Regions from separate parts of the Capra hircus genome. Here region 1 is linked to region 2. The links are chromatin contacts, called in public Hi-C maps. All regions are on one chromosome and are shown on one strand. Each heading gives the region's core, a stretch centred on a gene start, on an enhancer-like site or on the middle of the called end of the contact. The rest is flanking DNA. Distances are from core to core; before and after follow the strand shown. Region 1 has its middle 15 kb from the start of NRSN2. Region 2 has its middle 20 kb from the start of TBC1D20.

Region 1 (4,436 bases), core at 199-2,698, 61 kb after region 2:
CTGGAATCCCTACTCAGCCTCCAATCAGCGCCCTGCCTAGCCGATTGGAATCAGCCAGGAATCTGCACAGTTCCCAGGAGCAGTTTCAGACCCCTGCCTGGCTTGCTGAGTCATCTCCTTCTCCACCTACCTCATTCCTTCCACTCCAGCCATTTGTCCTTTTCTCTACTCCTTGAACAAACCAACTTTTTCCTGCCCCAGGGCCTTCGCTTTGGCTGTTCCATCTGTCTGGAACTTCTTCAGGCTCCTCCTCCTCCAGGTTGCAGGTCAAGTATCACTTCCTCAGAGAGGCCCTCCTTGAGCACTCTGGAAGCACGGTGCCCCACCCCAGTCCCTGAGGTCTGCATGCATGCATGTTCAGTTGTGTCTGACTCTGTGACCCCCTGGACTGCAGTCCGCCAGGCTTCTCTGTCCGTGGGATTTCTCAAGCAAAAATACTGGAGTGGATTGCCGTTTCCGTCTCCAGGGTATCTTCCTAACCCTGGGATTGGACCCGCATCTGCTGTGTCTCTTGCATTGGCAGGCAGTTTCTTTACCACTGAGCAACCTGGGAAGCCCTTTCTAAACCATAACTCCGTCTTATTTTATTCATAGTACTTGTCAAGGTTTGAAATGATCTCTGTGAATCAAATTGCTGTTGCCTGTCCCTCCTGCCCTCACTGGAAGGAAGAAACCCTGAGGGCAGAGGTGCTGCCTCTCCGTGTCTAGAACACGGAGCACCTTCTACGTATCCAATTAATAACTGTTGAATGAATGAATGCAAAGTGCTCGGCACATGCCTGACATATAATAAAAGCTCAAAATTGTATGATTATATAAAGGCTAGGGGCCAATATGATTATATATGAAAAATAAGCAACTTTGCTCAGCAGTGCTTACAGTGAGTCCCGCGTGATGTTATGTCTTGGGAGAAACAGAGATATGAGACCCAGTGGATGCTGTTGAGGAATAGGTGATATAGCTGGGAAGACAAGGACTGAGGAAAAATAATTGTCATGTATTGAGATCATGATGCTTTGAGTTATTCGAACAGCAAGATTGGAAGTGGTTATTATCAATCCAGTTTTTAGATTAGAAGCTGAAGGCCATGCCTAAGGTTGCCTGGCTGGTCAGGGTATCTCCAAAGCACTTAGCACAGTGCCTGTGCCCAGAGTGGGGACTCAGTGGCCACAGTGCCATTTACACACCTGTTTGGGCCTCCCTAGAATGTTTCCAGTGCTTGGGATGCGGGGCACATGCCTGGGCACACCCCTTGCACACAGGACTAGGAAGGTGACTTTGGGTTGCATGTGTTCCTCATAACTCTTGGGGCTCCTGGTGGAGAGGTGGGCGTTGAGAGCACCGGGGGCCTCTCTGCTGGGAGGTCTTTAGCCCTGGGGTCCAGCGTGTGGGCTGATAGGAAGGAGCAGCTTCGATGTAGGGCAGGGCAGGGGCAGGTGGGGGCTGGAAGAGGAAGGAGGAGGCTGCACTGGTGTTCACAGGCATTGGCAGATACCAGGCTGTGAGCGCATGTGCGCACACACACACACACACACACACACACACACACATTGTAGCATGCTGAGGATTGCTCACACTGTCTGAGCCACTTTGTGGGTCAAAGGTCCTCCCAGGCCTCCAGCCTGACTGGTCTCCCTGGAGCTCTCAGCTCTCAGCAGGACTGTGTCCATCCTGTTCACCGAGCATCCCCAGGCCCAGCCCCGGGCCAGCCCAGGGGAGACGCTCAAGGCTTGTAGAGAAGATAAATTCACTCCCTTCCTCTTTCCATCATTAACGTATTACCCCTTCCTTCACTCACCATTCACTCAGGGCCTCCAGGATGGGGCTGCCCTGCTCTCTCCCTCCCTCACACAGCCTGCATCCTCAAAGTGCCCTTTCGATTCCAGGTCCTGGCAGCTCTTCTGCCAAACCCGGTCCTGGACACTCCCCGGATGCACACCCAGTGGACAGCCTGGTTTCCTCCCTCCTTGTCCCTGCCCTGATCATATGTCCTGGGCCAGATACTTATGAAACCTTGTGAGTTCTTCCATCAGCAGGCTCCTGATGGCCTGATGCCCAGGGCCTGGCTTTGAATCATGTGCTCTGGGGCTTGGTGAGGCTGAGACAGGAAGTTTGAAGCCCTCAGTTGATGCCAACCCAAGCTGAGACTTGGAGCGGAACCAGTCAATGGTCCCATCAACACACACACCCACGGAGCACACCTGTGAACGGACACGTGAGGATGTGGCTGGGAACAACAGGTGATATGTTCAAGGTCATAGAGGATGTCAGCGTGGGAACCATGAACACAGTCGTGCAGAGTGTTCACTCATGAACACATCTGCACAACAGAAGAGAGAGACTCCACTTCCTAATATCACAGGACCAGAGCTTCAGTATCACCTATTTAGTAGCCGTGTGACCCTGGGAAGGACATTTCACTTCTCTGAGCCTTATCTTTACTTACTTACACACTGTAGATAGTCAATACATGTGGCAGCCAAAAAAAAAAAAAAAATCAATAGTAACGTAAGTGCAAATACACACTGTGTCGGTATGTCTACAGAATGTCATCACTCCCCCACTGGAGTACACGTGAATATATATTGGTGTACACCCACTCATGTAACATGCTTATCAGAAGGCTTGTGTATGGTCCCATCAATATGCGTATGGATATATGTGTCTGTGAAGTCATTTTTTTTCTAACAGTGCACACCATCCCTGGGGTGGTTTTCCAGAGGATTTTCTCAGCATCTGCCACTGCAGGAATTGGTGTTTATTTGGGTAGACCCATATATGTTTGCCTTTGTCTGTGTGGACCTGTGAGGGATTCTGAGTACAAACCTATCCCTTATTAGGCCGATTAGCTGGTAGAATCTGTGCTGATTGGGTTATTTCTACAGTTATAGATGCCAGTGTTATGGAACATTCTAGAGCTGGGCTGTGTGGGTTCTGATCTCATCTGTGTGAACTTGGGCAGGATGCTTCAACTCTCTGGGCCAGTTTTCTTTTTTGGGAGTTGGAAATCATGGCAACTACCTTATGGATGTCTGAGGGCCAGAAGAGTTAGATAATGAGAAGTGGTGAGCACACAGTCCGCTGCAGACAAGCGCGGTGTGTGCTTCTCCCTCAGTCTCCCCGAGTCTGTCCTCTGTGATGCCACATTGCCCCGTCCTTCAGTGACAGCAATGGCTCTGCTGTCTGCCTACAAAGCTGTCCTGTCCTCTAAACTGTGAAGCCTTGGAGGGCAGGACCTTGCCTGAGTTATCTCCAATTAGAACCTGTGCATTGCCAGCTAATTCTGAACCACAGATTTCTGTTCTTCCTCGACAATAACTGGCATTTATTTAATATTAGGCATTTCTGGGTGTCAGGCATGGCTGAAAACTCACGTCTTCAAACAGTCTCAAGGGATTGGTATCCTTGTTGTTCCTATTTCAGAGACAAAGAAACTGAGAGGTTAAGAAACGCCCAGGCTCACACAGAGACTTGAACCCCAGTAGACTGCCTCACTCTCAGCCCGCTCTCATTTGGGATGAAGAGTTTGGGGCATGAATGTTGCTGAATTCCTGGCTCCTGGACTCCTCAGCAGGCTCTCACTCCACCTCTGCTAATACCTCCCCACCCATGTGAATATCCTTTGTTTCTCTCTCACACCCTAGGGCATCTCAGCTCCCTGCCCTGGCACAGCGCCCCTAGAGGCAGACGGTATCTCCAGGTCACCCCTTCTTTGATCCAGTAAGGGGTGAGGTGGAGGAGCTCCCTTGAATCTGGACTTGAGAAATAAACACACACATGCCCCCCACCACCCCAGCAGGAATAAGGGAGGAGGTGCAAGCCCGCAGGAGGGAGGGACAGCCTCTGGGTGGTGATGTGTTTGGTGTTTGGGCTTTGGACGCTGCCCATTAGCCTCCCTGCCTCTCCCAGGTCTTCCCATCTCAGAGATAAGAGGGCACGTAGGCTGGTGGGAAGAGATGGGAATACCAAACCACCTGACCTGCCTCTTGAGAAATCTGTATGCAGGTCAGGAAGCAACAGTTACAGCTGGACATGGAACAACAGACTGGTTCCAAATAGGGAAAGGAGTACATCAAGGCTGTATATTGTCACCCCGCTTATTTAACTTAGATGCAGAGTATATCATAAGAAACACTGGGCTGGATGAAGCACAAGCTGGAATCAAGATTTCCAGGAGAAATATCAGTAACCTCAGATATGCATATGACACCACCCTGATGGCAGAAAGAGAAGAAGAGCTAAAGAGCCTCTTGATGAAAGTGAAAGAGAAGAGTGAAAAAGTTGGCTTAAAGCTCAACATTCAGAAAATGAAGATCATGGCATCTGGTCCCATCACTTCATGGCAAATAGATGGGGAAACAGTGGAAACAGTGACAAACTTTATTTTGGGGGGCTCCAAAATCACTGTAGATGATGACTGAAGCCATGAAATTAAA
Region 2 (4,470 bases), core at 1,392-3,891:
CATTCTTCCCTTGTTGGAGTGGCTCTGCGTTTAGACATCTGGATGCTCCCTCCCTCCACCCCTGACCTGGAGCTGTGCCTTAGGCCGTGGACTCTTGGTTAGCTTTGACTTACCTCGAGAACTTGAAACAGTTTCTCTGTCACCTGAGGCAAGAACTCACTTGTCTGGGTTTACTGTTTCCTTGCCCCAGAGGGAGACAAGGGGCTGAAGGCTGAGCAGGCGTCACTTGGCTCTCTGTGTCCCACCACCATAGGCCAGCTGCCCATGCTGTCCTTTGATTTGACTCATGGAGGATACAGGGCTGGCCAGGACACCACTCTGCCTCTGGGAGCTCACCAGAGAGCTGCATTGAAGGAGCAATGTATTTTCAGTGGCAGTTTCATAGTTGGTTAAATGTAAAGAGAAATTTGATAAATGGAAAACTGAAGGAAAGGTATGTGTGGTGTAATAAATATTTGGGTTTTGTCACCAGTTCCCCTAAAAGCCTTAGAATTTTGACTGATAAGGGTGTCTTTTGTTGTTCATAATGATTTCCTTTTGATTCCAACTGGGTTGATATTGAGGTGAGTTAAGGTTGGACCCCTCAATAGCCTTAGGATGGGATAGAACACCAGAAAGATTATACAGTGGGGAATTATTTTCACTTTTTATTTTGTATTGGAGTATAGCTGATTAGCAAACAGTATGATAGTTTCACGTGAACAGTGAAGGGACTCATCCATACATATACATGTACCCATTCTCCCCTAAACACTTCTCCCATCTAACCTGCCACATAACACTGAGCAGAATTCTATGTGCTATACAGTAGGGCCTTGTTGGTTATCCATTTTAAATACAGCAGTGTGTACCTATTCACCCCAAACTCACTCTCTATCCCTTCCCCCATCCCCACCCCTCCACCCTGGCAACCATAAGCTGGTTCATGAAGTCTGTATGTTTCTGATTTCTAAGTAAGTTTATTCATATCATTTTTTTAAGATTCTACATATGAGGGATGTCATATTTCTCCTTTGTGTGAATTTCTTCACTCAGTATGACTAGGTCCATCCATGTTTTTGCAAATGGCATTATTTCATTTATTTTAATGAGAAATACTCCATTGTGTACATGTATCACATCTTTATCCGTTCCTCTGTCAATGGACATTTAGGTAGCATCCATGTCTTGACTGTTGTAAACAGTGCTGCAGTGAACACTGGGGTGTGTATTTCCTTTCAGATCATGTTTTTCCCTGGACATATGCCCAGGTGGGATTGCAGGACCATTTTAGTGTTTTAGTAACCTCCATACTGTTCTCCATAGTGGCTATACCAACTTACATAGTGGGAATTTTGAGCCTCACCAGTGACCTGGGAGGGGAGAAGAGGCTGGACATTGAGGGCTGCAGAAACTCTTGGTTCAGAGGTTCAGAGAGTTGCTGGGTTGCTGAATACATCAAAGTGCTGGGAGGATCACATGGCCCGCGATGGCTTGGGAATACTGCAGCCCTCCCGCCATTCCTTGCCCTACGCATCTCTTTTATTTGGCTGTTAGTGAGTTGCATCCTTTACAGTAAATCAGTACATGTAAGTGAAGTGTTTTCTTGAGTTCTGTGAGCACTTCCAGCAAATTAGTGAACATGAGAGGGTTTTGTGGAAACTAGTGAACTTGTAGTTGACCAGGCAGAAGTGTAGGTGGTCTGGGCACCACATTTGCAACTGGATCTGAGATGGGACAGCCTTGTGGGACTGAGCCCTTTAACTTGTGGCATCTGATGCTAACTCCCCAGGTAGTTAGTGTCAGAACCAGATTGAATTACTGGACGCCCAGTTGATGTTGGAGAATTGGAGAAGCATGATGTCATAAAGTATTACACAACACACAAGGCTGAAGGAAAAACTGTAAAAATAACAGCTGAATAAAAAGTGTGGGTGTTTTGTACAGAGATGGGAGTGTGCATTGTCAATGGGGCTCAGGTGGAGGAGAGTTTTGAGATCTGTGGAAAGCAACTGGAACTCCCCCTGTAGGCAATTTGTAGGGTGAGGATGGGCCATGACCAAAACTCGGTTTGGAGAGAGTGACTGGTAACATGATGGCAAATGTGTCTCTCGTTGGCAATGTGAGCTTCTCCAAGGCACTACATCTCTCAAATGTATTGTCAGTGACAGTGAAATAGAGATAGTCTCAACCCACCATGGATGGTTTAATGAACTGACGTTTCTGAAAACGTCTTACAAACTGAAGTTATTCAAGTGTTTTGATTTCATTTCCGTGAACATATATGGATCAATAAACACCTTAATTCAGCCTTGCACTTGGGCCCTGGGAGTTCATCCCTGGATTAAGTGGCAATTGAAAGGAAGAATGGGCCAGAAGCTTCTGCCAGATACGACTACCAGATGGTGGCACCTGAGCTCAGCCTGGCTTGCGTACTTCCATTTGCCCTACCGTCCCCTCCATGTTTGCTGCTGGTGGATCCTGCTGCTTTTTTCCCAGTTCTCAAAGGCTCTTTTCTCCAGACTTAACATATGGTTGGAATTTGTCAAGCAGCCTTTGTGAGCTGGCAAGGCTGTGGGCTTGCCTCCAGCTTCCTGCTTTTTAAGTGAGTGGCTTTCATGGCAGCCCCAGACACTAGAAGACGACACGTGTTACTCTGACACAGGCTGTGGGGCCCATTCACCACTTCCTGCCCACATCAGCAGCTGCTCTTTATCTGAGCAGTGTGCCTCCACTGGCCCTGGAGAGAAAAACTGTGTCACACAAGTACATCTGGGACCTCCTGCTGCCTCCTCAGGTCAATGGCTTGAGTCCAAAGCCTGTGGGTTTGGTTTCAAGTCCGCCCCGGAGAGTTCATGCCAGGGCCCTGTTTGGGGTGACTCCTTGCGAGAGGGTGGTGCCTCCACTTGACTGCAGTGGGGAGCACTTGTGAGCCTGCCCATCTTAGGTTCTTCACCCACCGGCATGTGATGTATGGTGCTGGAAGCTAGAACCCCAGGACAGCCCTGCACCCTCCCATTTGCCCTCCTGACCCCCCCATTTGGCTGCAGCAGACATAAACCCGCTTGCCCGCTTTGGTGCAGATGGAGTGGGCCAAGTAAAAGATTCGGCCCATGCGGTTCCCACTTCCCTCTTGTCCTCACTTTTTTGACACAGCCATGGGTAAAGAAACATTTCATTAACATTTCTTAGTACTCAATGCCAAAAGAATGGTGCAAGGACACTGGGAAGTGTGGTGTGACAAGCTCTAGGGGTGAAGGACTGCAGTGAGCTGGATCAGGAACATCATGTGATCTGGACCTGCCACGTGGAAATGAGGACCCAGGTGACCAAGCTTCAGTGTTTTTCAAGAGAAGTTGGGCATCTAGATTTTAATGCAGCATCTTCAATTTAAAAATACTGGCAACCAATTCAAGTTTATAAAACAAGACTAGGTAGACTGGTTATAGCCTGGGGCTTAGTAGTTCGTACCTGTGCACCAAGAGAGTGGTCTACTTTGCTCCACAATAGGCTTCTACGGTTCACCAAGGCCAAGACAGGCCCTGGCAAGAGAGGGAGGTTGGAGGAGCTGGTGAGAGCAAGCACTTGGTTCTGGTCTGGGTGGGCCCCGTGCTCTCCTGGGGCCCAGCTCAGCTCAGCTTGCTGTTTCCTCTGGTCAGTGGCTCTGCCTGACTCCTCCTTACTTCCAGGGAGGGAAAGCCTTCATGATTTATGAGCTGATGCAGAGCAGGAAAGCGCTCACATTATCTCACCTCTCTGCTCACAGAGCCTGAGGTCAACTCTCTTGAGCCTTGGCACCCAGGACCAGAATGGCAGTTCCTTTCTAGGGTCTAGAATAAGCCCTTCTCCTCCTCTCCCTCCAAATGACATCCCCCAATTCCTGGTGGCTCAGACAGTAAAGAATATTCCTATAAGATGCGAGACCCAGGTTTGAGACCTGGGTTGGGAAGATTCCTGGAGGAAATGACAACCCACTCCAGTATTCTTACCTGGAAAATCCCATGGACAGAGGACAGAGAGGGCTACAGTCCATGGGGTCCCAAAGAGTTGGACATGACTGAGCGACTAACACTTTCAAGAATCCTGGAGCCTGGAGTCTAGACTGTGAGCCGCAAAGATGCCCTCCACCTGTTGTAATGATGCTCCACATCCTGGCTCAGACAGTGTGCTGGCCTTCATTGGGGGCAGGGGGGAGTTAGAGGGGTCCAAGTAGGAGGTAAAAACTTCCAGAATGAACACCCAGAACCATATTTTAGTCATCTGACCAGCACAGAATAGGTCTAGTAAAGAGCACTGGACCAATAATGTGCCATCTTATCGCAGATGTTAAAAATGCTCACAGCATCACCCTGCAATAGCGGCACGTTCACCTCTTCCTGAAATATCTCTGTTCCCTGACAGTGGATGCCCACTGAGAGGCTAGAAATTCACAGCAAGAATTTCCTGCCAGCCTGTAGCTGCTGCCCCAGCCCCTGCCTCCCCGCCTGAAGC

The links. Hi-C and Micro-C count contacts between places; a contact is called where the count stands out from the background.
Region 1: a contact with region 2 is called in a Hi-C map of blood, with 2.4 times the contacts expected there. The contact joins two enhancer-like sites. A contact is called at or near these places in 2 of 5 Hi-C or Micro-C datasets (blood and liver).

The regions. Positions count from the first base shown.
Region 1 is chr13:59,976,738-59,981,173 of ARS1.2, forward strand. No RefSeq gene overlaps it. Among named protein-coding and RNA genes, the nearest start is that of NRSN2, 15 kb to the right of the region's middle. Within about 2 kb of position 1,449, at least 1 of the 5 cell types and tissues checked has an H3K27ac peak or open chromatin away from gene starts, as enhancers often do.
Region 2 is chr13:59,914,125-59,918,594 of ARS1.2, forward strand. No RefSeq gene overlaps it. Among named protein-coding and RNA genes, the nearest start is that of TBC1D20, 20 kb to the left of the region's middle. Within about 2 kb of position 2,642, at least 3 of the 5 cell types and tissues checked have an H3K27ac peak or open chromatin away from gene starts, as enhancers often do.